Regions from separate parts of the Sus scrofa genome. Here region 2 is linked to region 1. Evidence: chromatin contacts called from public Hi-C data. All regions are on one chromosome and are shown on one strand. The core of a region is the stretch at or near the end of the contact, and the rest is flanking DNA. Distances in the headings are between cores, read along the strand shown.

Region 1 (6,887 bases), core at 2,767-5,266:
CTGGAAGATTTTTCAGGCAACTGGCTTCTCCAGTAGCCACCAGCCTCTGAATATCCTTTCCAATGGCCACCACCTATGGATGCATCTCAGACTTGTCTGGTGACTCTGCGGCGTGCAAAGAACAGCCACCCAGGAGACTGCCATCACACCACCAGAGGTTCACTCCTTTAGGTTAGTGCACATTTGCACCAAAGAAGATCTCGTTAGAAAGTCACATGGATTGACACGGGTGTGACTCAGGAATAAAAGGGAAAGCGGAAGCATTAGGGTTAATAGAACACATCGATTCCTTTCAAGTCAACTCTTCACCTTTTTTCTTTTTCTTTTCCAAATGGATAGCCAACAGGTTCTGGGAAAAAAAAGAAAAAAAGAAAAAAGAAAAAAGCTGGACCTTTCCAATTTCCAGCTCTGGCTACATTTTATCTAACTTTAATAAAAGCTTCAGCAAACACGATTTGGAATGTCCATGACACACTTCCTGATCTGGACTGAACCTCATGCTCAGTTTGTTGATCACAGGCAGTTTCTTGCTTGGAGGGAGGTGGGTGGAGGGGGCAGAGGGGCAAGAGGAGAAAGGAGAGAGGGAAGGACAATGCCTCTTGAAATAAATTCAGACAATTAAAATTCCACCACGCGGGCCCCAGCAGCAGAAAAGATTTCAACAGCAGGAATAATCTTGGGCTAAGAAACTTTGACACAGAGCCTCTGACATCAAGGTCTCTGGAAAAACTCAGCCGGGAAAAGTTCTGTATATGGCATCAGTGCTTTTGGCAGAGAACTCGAAAATTGAAATGAAATGCGCAGTCAGGCAACTTCTAAGCAATTTCAAGTAAGTGCAGTCATAATTCATCTTCAGTCAAACAATGTGAGGTTTTAATAAGAGCAACAGGAAAAGTTCTAGAAGGAAAGAACACTCCTCATTTCCATTGTTCTGCAGAGAACACTCCCTCTCAAACAGAATTTTTTTTTCCCCACAGCTACTAAGTAGGAGTCTGGTTATGGAAACATGAGAAAAGGTAAACTGAATTCTTTTATTCCAGTTGAGAAGGGTGATTATTTAATTCTTACATAATTCTGGGCAGATGACAGGCAATATACTAGTTATGTGATTTTGCAGAATCTGTGCCTTCTGAGCCTCCCACCGAGGTAGCTGGAAAACAACCATGAGAGGAGGAAAGCTCATGGGGGCCTGCGCTCTCTTCTTGGCTTTGAGATGGTGCACTGTGCAAAGTATCTGCAAAATCAGCCCAGGCTGGTTGTTCTGAAATTATTTACACAAGCCTCAGTGTTGCTCTCAAGGTGTAGAAACTGCTCCTAAAGTGCTATGTCATCCACAGAACTTGTTACACACACACAACCATTGTCTGGAGCATCTGTAAGCCCTGACTGTGACCCAAACTTGGTTAGACTTATCAATCAGTGTTTACTTAGACTTGTTTCATTCTGAAAAGTTCTAGAACTTTATACTAGAATAGATAAGTAATCTGCAATTCCAGTGTTTGAGGTGAAGAATAAAGCTTGGGCAGGGGGAAAGGGTATAGACAAAGTTTTTTTGCTTTTTTAAAAATTTTATTTTGAATAATTATAAACTCACAAGAAGTTTCAAAAACAGTGCAGAGGGATCCCTTATACCCTGCACCCAATCTCCCCCAGCTTTCCCCAGATGTAACGTCTTATATAACTATAGTACATTATCAAATCCAGGAAATTGACATTGGCCCAATACCATTCATAAGACCTTACTGGGATTAGAACCGGCTTTTAAATTTTTTTATTTATTTTATTTTTTATGGCTGCACCCATGGCATATGGAAGTTCCCAGGCCAGGAACTGAATCCGAGCCACAACTGTGAACTATGAGGTGCACCAACGTCGGATCCTTCAACCCCCTGAGCCAGGCCATAAATTGGACCCACTTGAATGCATCGACCTTAGTTGCTGCAGTTGGATTCTTAACCCACTGCATCACAGTGGGAACTCCCTAGAAACAGCTTTTAAAACAATTTGGACACAGCTAGAGGTAACCTGAATCATTTGCATGAAATTTATTCTTGGAGATAACCTGGTATAGGGACTTTGAATTTGCTGTTAGGAAACCCAGATGTTATGGGCAAATTATTTGTCAAAGAGCCTCAGTTTGTTCAGCTGTAAAATAGGAATAATAACACTACCCAAGTAAGTTGTTATAAGGAAGGATCTCCAGTCCAGGGAGAGTGACATATGATTAGGAACTCCAAATATAATAGTGTCTTCATGAGACCTAACACTTCAGTTCTCAGGATTTTGTAGGAGTCCCAGGTCATCTCCCAATAACCTGGTTCTCAGTTGTTATCATTCATTTTTTTTGCTCAGGCTAGTCCTGTCTTATAATCAACATCCCTGACAAAGGCATATCCTCAAAAGATAGGAAGTGAGCAAGTTCAACTCCAGGATGGGTCTCATGTCACTTCTCTTGAGAAGCCCCTCTACCCCAAGAAAGTGACTTGAAAACTCTGCGACTGCCCCTCTCCCAAAGCCGCCACGCAGTAAGCTGGCTGGCCCGGACCCTCTGCTCCAGTGGGCAGGAACCCAAACTGGGATTGAGGTCTGACTGATCTGGATGGCCATCTCATATGCTTCCCTCTCCTGGCTCTGATGTGGACCCTGGAATTACCCTAAGGCTTTGATGCTGGAAGTCAGAAGGAGGCGGTTATCAGGCAGTCCCTAACTGTGGGTTTTCTTTTCTATCTTCCTGACTACCTGACACCCTGTGCAGGTGCACAATTTGCACAAATTGCAGCATTGGTCCTGAGGCTGTGGCTAACACCCACATCGGCTTCTCCTCCTCCTGGTTTTATTGTATCTCACAATGATTTGTCTATAATAAGCCAACTGGGCAAGCGCCATCCTTCATTCTCTTTTTGGTACAGTGCCTGCCATGACTTAATGTCCAATTAATAAAATTACAGTAATAACCCTCCTCTGGCCTAGCGTTCTGGAGGCAGCACCCGGCCTCTGCTGCTGGAAATATCTGGATTCCCCCAGAAATCCCCTGGCCTGGAGTCTGTCGCAGAGGTCGCAAGGTCCCTGCAGTGCTGATTGGTCGAGAAGGTGGCAAGAAACATGGGACTGAGGGTGGTACCAGAAAGGCACAAACAAGATCGGGTTAAGGAAGGGAAGTTTGAGGGTGTGAGGTACTTGGCTCAAAGGAAGCCTGAGGTTTGGGTGAAGAGCTTCAACCCCCGGGACCAGAATGATTGTTTTATTCCTCTGTCACCCACCAGTTATGAGCTAAGGACAAATTTTCCTATGATTTTCTCACCTCTTAGTGGGGAGAGCAACACCCATCTCTGAGATCATATATTATGAAGACAAAATGAAAGAGAAAAAGTATTTAGGGCCTCAGTAAACGTAAATTTCCTCCCTTTCCTCCTTCCCAACCTTCTAGATCCAAGGACAAATATCCAAGGACAGCTCAACACAGAGAAGTTCACCTGTCTACACTCAAGCACCAAGGGTCGCCTACAGTTTACATGAACTGGGGGACTGCTCCTGGGTGCCAAGTCCTCCCAGGGGTCATGGGTGGATTGGGCCGGGAAGAGCGGCAGGATGGGCTTCTCCCGCAAAAAACCGAGCAAGGTCATATGTAACCTCGGTGCCACCTGAGGACCATGAGTTAACTAGGTGCGAGTGTATCGGGCTAAAGACTAGTGTTGTCACTCCACAGCGGTCGGGGCTGGGGGCTGCAGAGCTGTCTGGTAGCCAACGTGGCAGTCACTGCTAGTGGGTGGCCGGCGGGCGCGCGGGGCGACCCCGAGGGGGTGGCTGCGCTGGCAGGCGGGGCGCGCGGCCGCCAGGTGGCACCACGGCCCGGGGCCTGGGCGTCGCGGCGGGCGGGGCGGGGTGCGGGGTGGGGGCACGAAGGGGTTAAGGAGGCGGCGGCGGCGGCGGCGGCGGCGGCTCTTCGGGGAAACCCACCGGGGCGCGCGGAGGCGGGAGCGGCCGTGGGCTGCGGGGCCCGGCGCCGCGCCGGGCGGGGGCGCGGCCAATCGGGCGGCGGGCCCGGCGCGCGCGGAGCCAGGCGACATGGAGGGAGGCGCGGCGGTCGGCCGCCCCTGACGCGCCGCTCCGAGCCGGTGGTCGGCCAGCCCGCGCCGCCCGGGGCCCTGCGGTGCGGAGATGAGCAGGTCGACGGCGCTCCTGCTCTGCCTGCTGGGCTGCAACGTGTGGAAGGCGGTGACCAAGACGCTGCGGGAGCCTGGCGCCGGAGCCCAAGGTCGGTGCGCGACGGCGGCGGGCCCGGGAGGCGCGAGGGCCGGCGGCGGCAGGCTTTGTGTCGGCCGCGGGCCTGCGGCGGAGGCGGCGAGGCTGCCGGGCGGCATTGTGTCGCTGCGGTGGTGGCCGGAGCCCGAGCCCGAGTCGCCGCCGCGGGGCCTGCGGCCCTAGCGCCGCGCTCCCGAGGGGGCGGCGCCGCCTGGGGACGCCGAGATTCCCCGGGCGGATGTTCCCGGGGGGCCGTGGGCCGCTGGTGGTGTAGGTGGCATCAGCTTTTGCCGCCTCGGGTAGCTGGTTTGGATGCAGCCGAAGGTCCTTTATGCGCGACGCAGACACGCGGCTCCATCTCCTTTGCCCGGGCGAGAGCGGCTGCCCCCCGGGTTGCCGTCGCCCGCTTCCCCCCGCCGCCACCTCCCAGGACTCGGATCGTCGAAGCCAGATTGCAGAGGCTGCGCTCGGCCCTTTTGTTGCGGCGGCCGAGAAGGTGGCCGCCGCCCCTGGGGTGCCCCCTGCGCCCCGGGACCCCAGGTCTGCGGCCGCTGCCCGCCTCCAGCCGGCCGCAGTTTGGGAAAGTTTCGGGGTCTCCTCCTCCTCCTTATCCGGAGTCTTTTCCAGGCCTTAAGGGATTTGCTTGGCGGCCCAGGAGTCATCCCCGAAAGAGGAGAAAGAATTGGAAGTGGGAGGCCCTAATCAATTTAAAACACACGAAAATCATTTCCTGGGCTGTATGTCGCCAGCTCGTGCCTTTTGTCTAATCTTTGGCCTCTTCAAATCTGCTTTCCAGCCCAGGGAGGAATGTGGTCGCCTCTGAGAATGGCCACGAGCCTGTCTTTTGTTTTTAAAATGAGAATTTATTGCGGGGGAAGCCCCAAAGCTTCCTTTGCACGCATTTGTGGGCTCTAGATGGAGGGCTGCTCTGTTGCCTGGCTTTTCAAAAGGGTGAGTGAGGGAGGCCCCCGCAGATTAACATTTGGCATCCACCCAGGACACCAGTGCCCGGACTCCCTGGGCCTCTCTGCTCTCCCGGGAGGGTTTCCCTGCAGCCCTGGAGACCCCCACCCCGACTCCTTGCGGGTGTCCTTTCCTCCAGGAAAGGCGTCTGTTCTGTGAGGTCTGCCCTGCAGACACGATGCTCGGTGCTCGAGAGAACGCTTCGTCCTATTGCTAGGACCCTGCCTTACCCCGTTTTCTGTTTTCTTCCTGCTCACACTTTTCCCTGAAGACAAATATTCAGAGCCCAGGAGTGCCAGGGAGCAGAGAACCCTGGATGGATTTCCACATCTGATGTTGGGGCTCCCCACAGTCGGCTGGGTTTAGTTCGTTATCTACAGGTTGAATGAAAGGTTATATTCATCTATTGCCTTATCATTTGCTGGCGTCTCTTTCCTGCATTGCTTTTTCTATAGCTGTGGTGGAACTAGGACCATTCTGAAATGGATATCAATTTAGTCATGTATGCTCCAAAAGGGTGAGCTTAAAAAGGTACAAAAAAGAGTCCTGTGTTTCTTCATGTAGGAAATAAATGTTTAGGACATTAGATCATCAGTGTTGCATTGTAGCCGCTTTCATTAATACCCTACTGCACTTCGAATCAGCTATTTTAATGAATATGGTATTTGTGTTTCAACAAGGCCATTAATTCCAAAGATCAAGTTGAATTTTTTGTTTTGCACTTGAAATAGGACTACAGAAACATTAAGTTCACACACTTATAAAATACAGGAAGGCACGAACTCAACTGAAAAAAGTCATGAAAAAAATCCTACTAGATTTAGGGTTGAAGACCACATTTGGCAGAGATCTTGCTGCTAAAAATTGTATTTGGTAACTGAAGTCTCAAAAATGGAATATTCTATGCAGTGGGTGAGAAATGGTCAACCTGTGAGATCTTTACGCCACGGCTAGGAGTACCTTACTGTGTAGTATGATTGGAGCATGAGGTCTTGTATCTTGGAATATTTTTCCTCAGGATTACCTCCTTGATGGCATAGGATAACATTAAAGAGTCGAGGCCAGGAGCTGTACCAGACTCAGGATCTCACTACTTGGCATCTGGATTTTGAACCAGTCCCATTTTTAAGGGACAGGACAGTTGCTCTTCTCATATTAGAAGGTTGCCTTCACCCCACTGCAGGTACTTCAAATATCTTGATACTTGTAACATAGTTTTAAAATTCACATCTTCTCTGCTTTCCTAGATCACATACACAAGGAAAACAAATGCTGTCTCTGATTTCACTTTGCATTTTCCATAGTAGGTAGTAGAAGGTTTTGCACAGTTTGGTGCTCAGGTGAAGGGTTGAAGAAAGCTAATACATATACTGTGGTGCACTTTGCACATGTTTTAAGAAGAAAACTTCAATGTTTACCTTCCCTGAAAACTAATTTGTAACAGCACCTTCTTCCTATTGGCGAAACTGTTACTTGAACCATACTTTGACCATGCATTGTGCTCAAGTAGATGTTATGTACCAGTGGAGTTTAGGAAAAACTGGAGACCCTGGGCACGCAAATCATAGACTAGACCATTGCAACCAGATTCCTGGGGCTAAATGACACCTTCTTTATTAAATGAATCTTTGTGATGTCATCTGAGGAAATGAACATCTGCACAATTTCTTGGCATCACTCTG
Region 2 (6,887 bases), core at 1,674-4,173, 290 kb after region 1:
TTATTTAGAAATAAATCTATCAAAGATGTGTACAATATTTAATTGGGGAAAACCTGGGCACTTTCTCAAAATAATAAGACACCAAGTTGAAAAATATACGTAGGAGTTATGAATAGTAAATCTTTGTCATAAAGATATCAGCCTCTCGAGTTCCCACTGTGGTGCAGAAATTAAAGGTCCCACATTGTCTGTGTGGTGGCTCAGGACACTGTTAAGGCATGGGTTTGATCTCCAGCCTGGCACAGTGGGTTAAGAATCTGATGTTGTCACAGCAGTGGCTCAGATTCGATCCCTTGCCTGGGAATTTCCATATGCTGAAGGTGCAGCCATTAAGAAAAAAAAAAAATCAACCTCCCCGCCATCCCTCACCCCCAAATTGATGTTGTGTTTCAATGCAATGCCAAGAGAAATTCAAGAGTTTTCTTCTAGGGAACTTGACTTATGGATGTTAAAATGTATATGGAAGAGCAAAGTGCCGACGTCAACCCTTCTTGAAGAAGAACAAAGTTGGGAGGCTTTCATGATGAAGACAGTGAGATGTAGGTGGGGGGATAAGCAAAAGGAGAGCCCCAAACTATTCTAACTATTCCACATTGTCCCCTGTGTTTTCTTCTAAACCCACTCTCATCAGGCTTGGCTTCCACGACTGCATTGAAACTTCCCACTAGGTCATCTGTGATCTTGACAACGTTAATGCTCAGCCCTCGTCTAACCTAACATACTTTCTTGCTCGTTAACCGTGCTCTCTTGGTTTTTCCTCTTACCTCAATAATCACTGTCTCCTTCACTCCCTCTTCCTCTGCCCATATATACGTGTGTATGTGTGCATACCGGTTTATAATCAATATTTAATAACATAGCAAAAAAAAGAAAGAACTTGATTGTTTAATTCGACTCACTCCCTAAAGTTTCCACAAAGCCACGTTTTCCCTCTACCCAGTGTATTATTATCGTTGGCTAGAAGACATCAACGATTCCACTGTCTCTTCTTTCTTTTTGCTCTTGAGACAGGACCCCCTTGGCTCTGGCATTCAGTTGAGAGATGGCAACTCAAGAGAAGAACATGTTTTGAAAAGAGTTCTTGGGAGTTCCTGTTGTGGCTCAGTGGTAACGAACCTGACTAGGATCCATGAGGATTCAGGTTTGATCTCTGCCTCTCTCAGTGGGTTAAGGATCCCGCGTTGCCGTGAGCTGTGGTGTAGGTCACAGATGCCACTGGGATCTGGTGTTGCTGTGGCTGGGGTGTAGGCCAGCAGCTGCAGCTCTGATTCAACCCCTAGCTTGGGAACTTCCATATGCTTCGGGTATAGTCCTTAAAAAAAAGAAAGAAAGAAAAGAAAAGAAAAAGAAAGAAAAAAAAGGAAAGCGTTCTTAAAAGAACATTTTAGACTTAGAGAATAAAACAGCCCAGTGCAGCTTCTCTCTTCCCTCCGCTTGATTTCTTATAAAGACTGTCATGCCAGGATGTCTCGGCTGCAGATACTCAGGGCTTCTGGACCTCATTGCAGTATTTCCCTGCTGACACAGTGACAAAAAAGACCTTCCCTGTTAGAGCACTCACTGTTCAGAACCTACCATTTCCTTTGTGCCTTAGAGTGAGTTTCCCATCACTGGGAAATTAAAAAAAAAAAAATCCTGCCCAGTAAATTTTTCTAACATTTGCTTTTTGTTCCTTATTTTGGAAACATTCATTTAACCAGGAAAATATTTTCTAGGAGAAAAAAAAATTTTTAAGGGGGGGATTTCCAAGAAAACGTAGCATTTTTTTCCTCTTTCTTTCCTTCCTTCCTCCCTTCATTCATTCATTCATTCATTTTGCTTTTTAGGGCCACACCTGAGGCATATGGCTGTTCCCAGGCTAGGGATTCAATCACAGCTACACCTGCTGGCCTCGGCCACAGCCACAGCAATGCACTATCCCAGCTGAGACTGCGATCTACACCACAGTTCACTTCAGTGCCGGATCCTTAACCCACTGAGCGAGGCCAGGGATCGAACCTGTATCCTTAGGGGTACCAGTCAGGTTTGTTACCGCTGAGCCACAACGGGAACTCCTAGCAAATATTTTTAAAGTGTAATTTTATGCAAAAACAAGCTAAGAAGTTTCCAGGCCTTGAATTGCTGTACGGTGTTGTATGGTCAGACATTTCAAATCAGTAACTTAAAACCGAATTTGCAATTTCTTCGTCACCAGCTTCTATTAAAGAAATCTTAAAGATTTCTCCTCAGATGACCAAAAAATGCTGTTCCAGTTCTTTGAAAATTTAATCAAATGTGAATCACAACCCCATTTGCTGCATATTTGGAGGAGTGACATTGGGCTGTTCCCTTGGAGAATGGGTTCAAATTGAAGAGGCGAGTAGTCCTGTGATTTTACCCTAATTGAAAATTTCGGGTGGTTGCAGCACGTGTTCAGAATTAAGGGACCTTGTTTTATAAAGAGGAGAAAAGACGCGAACTACCATCCTTTTCATTCTTGATGCGCTGTGTCTAGAGACTGGTAGAGTGACAAGGGCGGTCTGAATAAACGCTCTCTACGGTCCAGGTTTCCAGGAATAACATGCAGAGGACAGAGGTATATATGAAAAGGAATCCCAAATGAGGTCCATGCCCTGGGGAGATCTCTCTGGATGTCCTGTGAACAACCTCTTCAGAAAAATCTCCAAGGACGGAGAGGAACTCATTTAAATTCCCAACCCCTCGCCTTGCCAGTTGCAACCTAGCTGGCTGCTGACACCACCCGCACTCCCTGCGCTGCGAGTTTCTGGAGGAAGACCTCGGGCCCGAAGGGCAGGGCGGGTGCCACTCACCGCCTAGCCCCGCCCTCCCGTACCAGAGACCAATGGAAGCTGGGGGGGCATGGGAGCGCGGCCAATGGGAGCTGGCGGGCGGAGGCGGGCTTCCCTTTAAGAAGAGGCGGGGCATCGGGTCTGGGGAATCCTGCGTCTGGAGTGCCGGGAGGGTCCGGTGCAGCCGTCATGTCCCTGCAGGTGAGCTGGGGTTGTGCAGGCTGCAGGGTGGGAGCAACTTCCCCGGAGAGAAACTCTCGAGAGGGGCGTGGGGTCAGTGTCACTCCCTCCCCGGGCAATGCGGCACGTCTCGGTCTCAGCACCCGGGCAGCCGCAGCCGGGGATCCTCGATCCCGTCGGCGGTGACTCCGAGACAAGCCCACCCCTTCGCTAGCGCACCCATTGCGGGTAGTTGGCGAGGGTACCAGCTGTTGACGACGAGCCACACTTCCCATGGCAACTCTGAACCCTGGGGAGTGGTTAGACGCACAGCAGGCACCGCCCTGGGGAGGGATTGCGCCAGGCTGCTCGGAGGGAGCACACCAGCTCTGCTCCGCCCGACCCTCCCATCCTGGAGAGGGAGGTCAGGGCTGTTTCGATCTCACCCGCTCCACTTGCTCCTTGGTTCGTCCAGTATCTCTCCCAGGCAAGGATCTGTGAAGCCACAATTTAAAAACACTGTTTTTCGGGGATTCCCGTCGTGGCTCAGAGGAAACGAATCTGACTAGCATCCATGAGGACGCAAGTTCGATCGCTGGCCTTGCTCACTGGGTTAAGGATCTGGCATTGCTATGAGCTATGGTGTAGGTCCTAGGAGATACCGCTGGGATCTCGAGTCGCTGAGGCTTATCGTGTAGGCTGGCAGCTGTAGCTCCGATTGGACCCCTAGTCTTGGAATTTCCATATGCCGCAGGTCGCGCCCTAAAAAGATAAAAATAAACTCACAAGTACTGTTCTTCTGATCTGTGAGGAAATACATGTTCAGGGTGGAAATTTGGGGAAAAGAATTCCTTCACTCAGGTGATAACCACTCTAGTAACCCTCTCTTGAATGTTCGAGAAATGTGTATGTGCGAATGTGGGTGTATATTTCGTGTTTGTATAGTTTATGTAGTTATAGTTTATATAGTTTGGCTCTTTTGATCTTGTATTATGAGTGTTTTGTCATCACTAAATACTCAAATACTTTTTGTAAATGTCTGCATTGGGTGTATGGCAGGATGCGTCCAATGTGAGTGTCCGTAGTGACACCAAGGTCACTTCTGCACCAGGCAGTGGGGTCGGGCCTTGTGGTAAAAATATAAACAGGAGAGGGTTTGAGGAGAGGCCCTAAGGCAGTGTGTTTTGAAGAACCTCATGCACACTCGCGCAGGAATCAAGTCCGCACCCGTTCAGCTGGGCTGTGTGGGACTCAGCTCCAGGAGAGTCACTCAGCAGAGTCTGAAATTTCTCACCCAAAGCAGCAAGCCCAGCTCTGCAGAGCCCAGGAACATTATCAGACTTCCCTTTGGCCCAGAATGCTTGGAGTGAAATGTAAATAATTCTACCTTTAAAACTGTTTGTCGGAGTTCCCGTTGAGGCTCGGGGTCAACGAATCCGACTAGAACCATGAGGTTGGGTTTGATCCCTGCCCTTGCTCAGTGGGTTAAGGATCTGCCATTGCCGTGAGCTGTGGTATAGGTGCAGACCGGCTCGATCCCAGTTGCTGTGGCTCTGGCCTAGGCCGGTGGCTACAGCTCTGATAGACCCCTAGCCTGGGAACCTCCATATGCTGTGGGAGCAGCCCTAGAAAAGGCAAAAACACCAAAAAAAAAAAAAAAAAAAAAAAAACTATTTCTCACCTATGATAACTTTCAGACCCTCCTGATACCCACTGACTCATTCATTCATTCATTCAACAAGGGCTTGGGTGGCCTCTACCACCTGCCAGGGCTCTGTGAGGCAAGGCTCTTGCTACCAAGATGAAAGTTGATGCCTGTCCTCTTTTATGGAATAAAGAAATATATTTCCACCAGCCTTTGTGCTGAACTCTAATAATGGTGTCAGTGCTGCCTGGAACCCCCTTTCCTGCCCCTGCCCATCTCCCATGTGCTGACCCCACCTCAGCTCAGCACCATCTCCTCTGAGAAGGCTTTTTCCACGGCTGCTGCTACTCCCTCCTCTGTGATCCCAGAGCACCCACTGCTCCTCCACAGAGCCAGTATCACATGACCATGGTGACCTGCTCATCTCTCACTAGATCCGAGCTTTGGGAGAGCCGGCCACCCTGTCTTCCCCCTGTCTGCTCAGCCAAGGCCTGGCCATCAGAGCTGTTCAAAACAGGTTGAATAGTATGATGTATGTGATGAGCTCTGAGGGGCAGATCAACAGAATGAAATCAAGTTTATTTACATTCTTGGAGTTTCTACTGTGGCTCAGCAGGTTAACGGTCTGGCAATGTCACAGCTGTGGCATAGGTCACAGCTGCAGCTCGAATTTGATCCCTGGGCTGGGAACTTCCATATGCTGTGGGCGTGCCCCCAATTTTTTTTACATGCTTTTTTCATAAAGTTTTATTGAAGTATATTTGATTTACAATGTTGTGATAATTTCTGCGGTACAACAAAGTGATTCAGTCATACATGGACACACATCCATTCTCTTTCAGATTCTTTTCCCGCATAGATGATCACAGAATATGGGTAGAGTTCTCTGTGCTCTAGAGCAGGTCCCCATTGGCCACTCATTCCATATACCTCAGTTCTCATATGCCAGTCCCAAACCCCCAGTCCATCCCCCCACCCCCCAACCTGTCCCCTTTGGTAACCATAAGTTTGTTTTCAAAGTCTGTGAGTCTGCCTCTTTTATGCAAATAAGTTCCTTTGCATCTTTTTTAGATACACATAGAAGTGAAATCATACTTTTTTTTTGCTTTTTAGGGCCATACCCAAGGCATATGGAGGTTCCCAGGCCAGGGGTCGAATCAGAGCGACAGTTGCTGGCCTACATCACAGCCACATCCATACTAGGTCCAAGACATGTCTGCAAAGTACACCACAACTCACAGCAATGCTGGATCCTTAACCCACTGAGCAAGGCCAGGGATCGAATCTGCATCCTCATGGGTGCTAGTAAGATTTGTTTCCACTGAGCCACCCACAATGGGAACTCCAATTTTTAATTCTAAAGTTTTATCGATGTATGGTTGATTTACAATGTTTGAAGAATATTTGCACTCAATTTTATTTAATCTCACACTTCCCCGCTGAGGCCGATGTTATCTTTATTGGCCAAAGCTGAATCTCAGAGGAGCTTTGTTGCTTGGGCAGAGCCCCACAGCAGTGTATCTCAAAGCTGGAGTTCTAATCTGGGATCCTGATGCAAGGCCAGCATTTTTTCCCAGGAGAGCTCATCGAGGTCAGGCAGAGAAAGGCCGTGGAGCTCCTAGGCAGAGCAGGAATACATCAAGTCGGGTGCCAGGGAAGGGCATGCAGGAGAGAAAGACTGGTCCTGGGTCCTGCTCTGGAATGGGCTTCTCTTCTCTTCCCTAGGTAGGGGAGTGGGAGGGGACCCCTGAAATTGCCTGTGAAATCATCAGGGGCTGCACCCTTACATGGAAAGGATCCAGCATTTCATGAGATTGCCAGGTGTTTCCATACTCTCCTACTTTCAGAAACTGCTTCCTGGAATGCAGGGACTTAGCACGGTTTTTGAGATGCCTTAGGATTCTAATCGAGGCTTTTCTTGCTGAAGAGAACTGAGTTGCTGACTTTGGAAAGTAGCGGAAGACTTTACAGCAAACAGAACCTCTGAGATGCCTGCCTACCTGAGGGGGAGGATCCCTTCACCTGCTGAACAGCCTAGCCCTGCCCTGCCCTTGGGAAGCTCAGGGTGCTAACATAGTGTTTTAATTGTGTCCTTATTTTAGACACAATATGTGCAAATTACAGAAAATTTGGAGAAACAGACAGTATTAAAAAAGAAAAACAAACAAACAAACAGAAAACTTACCAAGAATCAGAAGCAATCAGTATTGACACTTTTTTTTTTTTCTTTTTTGCTCACCCCGCGGCATCTGGAGTTTCCAGGCTAGGGATCAGATGGAGCAGCTATGGCAATG

What was found. Hi-C and Micro-C count contacts between places; a contact is called where the count stands out from the background.
Region 2: a contact with region 1 is called in a Hi-C map of fetal skeletal muscle, with 2.4 times the contacts expected there. The contact joins the promoter of ACBD7 here to the promoter of FAM171A1 in region 1. A contact is called at or near these places in 1 of 5 promoter capture datasets (liver) and 2 of 47 Hi-C or Micro-C datasets (embryonic fibroblasts and fetal skeletal muscle).

Annotation. Positions count from the first base shown.
Region 1 is chr10:46,445,765-46,452,651 of Sscrofa11.1, forward strand. It overlaps FAM171A1 (protein FAM171A1), which reads left to right and starts at 4,017. Exons shown (of 8, transcript XM_003130736.6): 1 at 4,017-4,255. The coding sequence starts at 4,159.
Region 2 is chr10:46,737,647-46,744,533 of Sscrofa11.1, forward strand. It overlaps ACBD7 (acyl-CoA-binding domain-containing protein 7), which reads left to right and starts at 2,924. Exons shown (of 4, transcript XM_003357745.4): 1 at 2,924-2,990. The coding sequence starts at 2,979.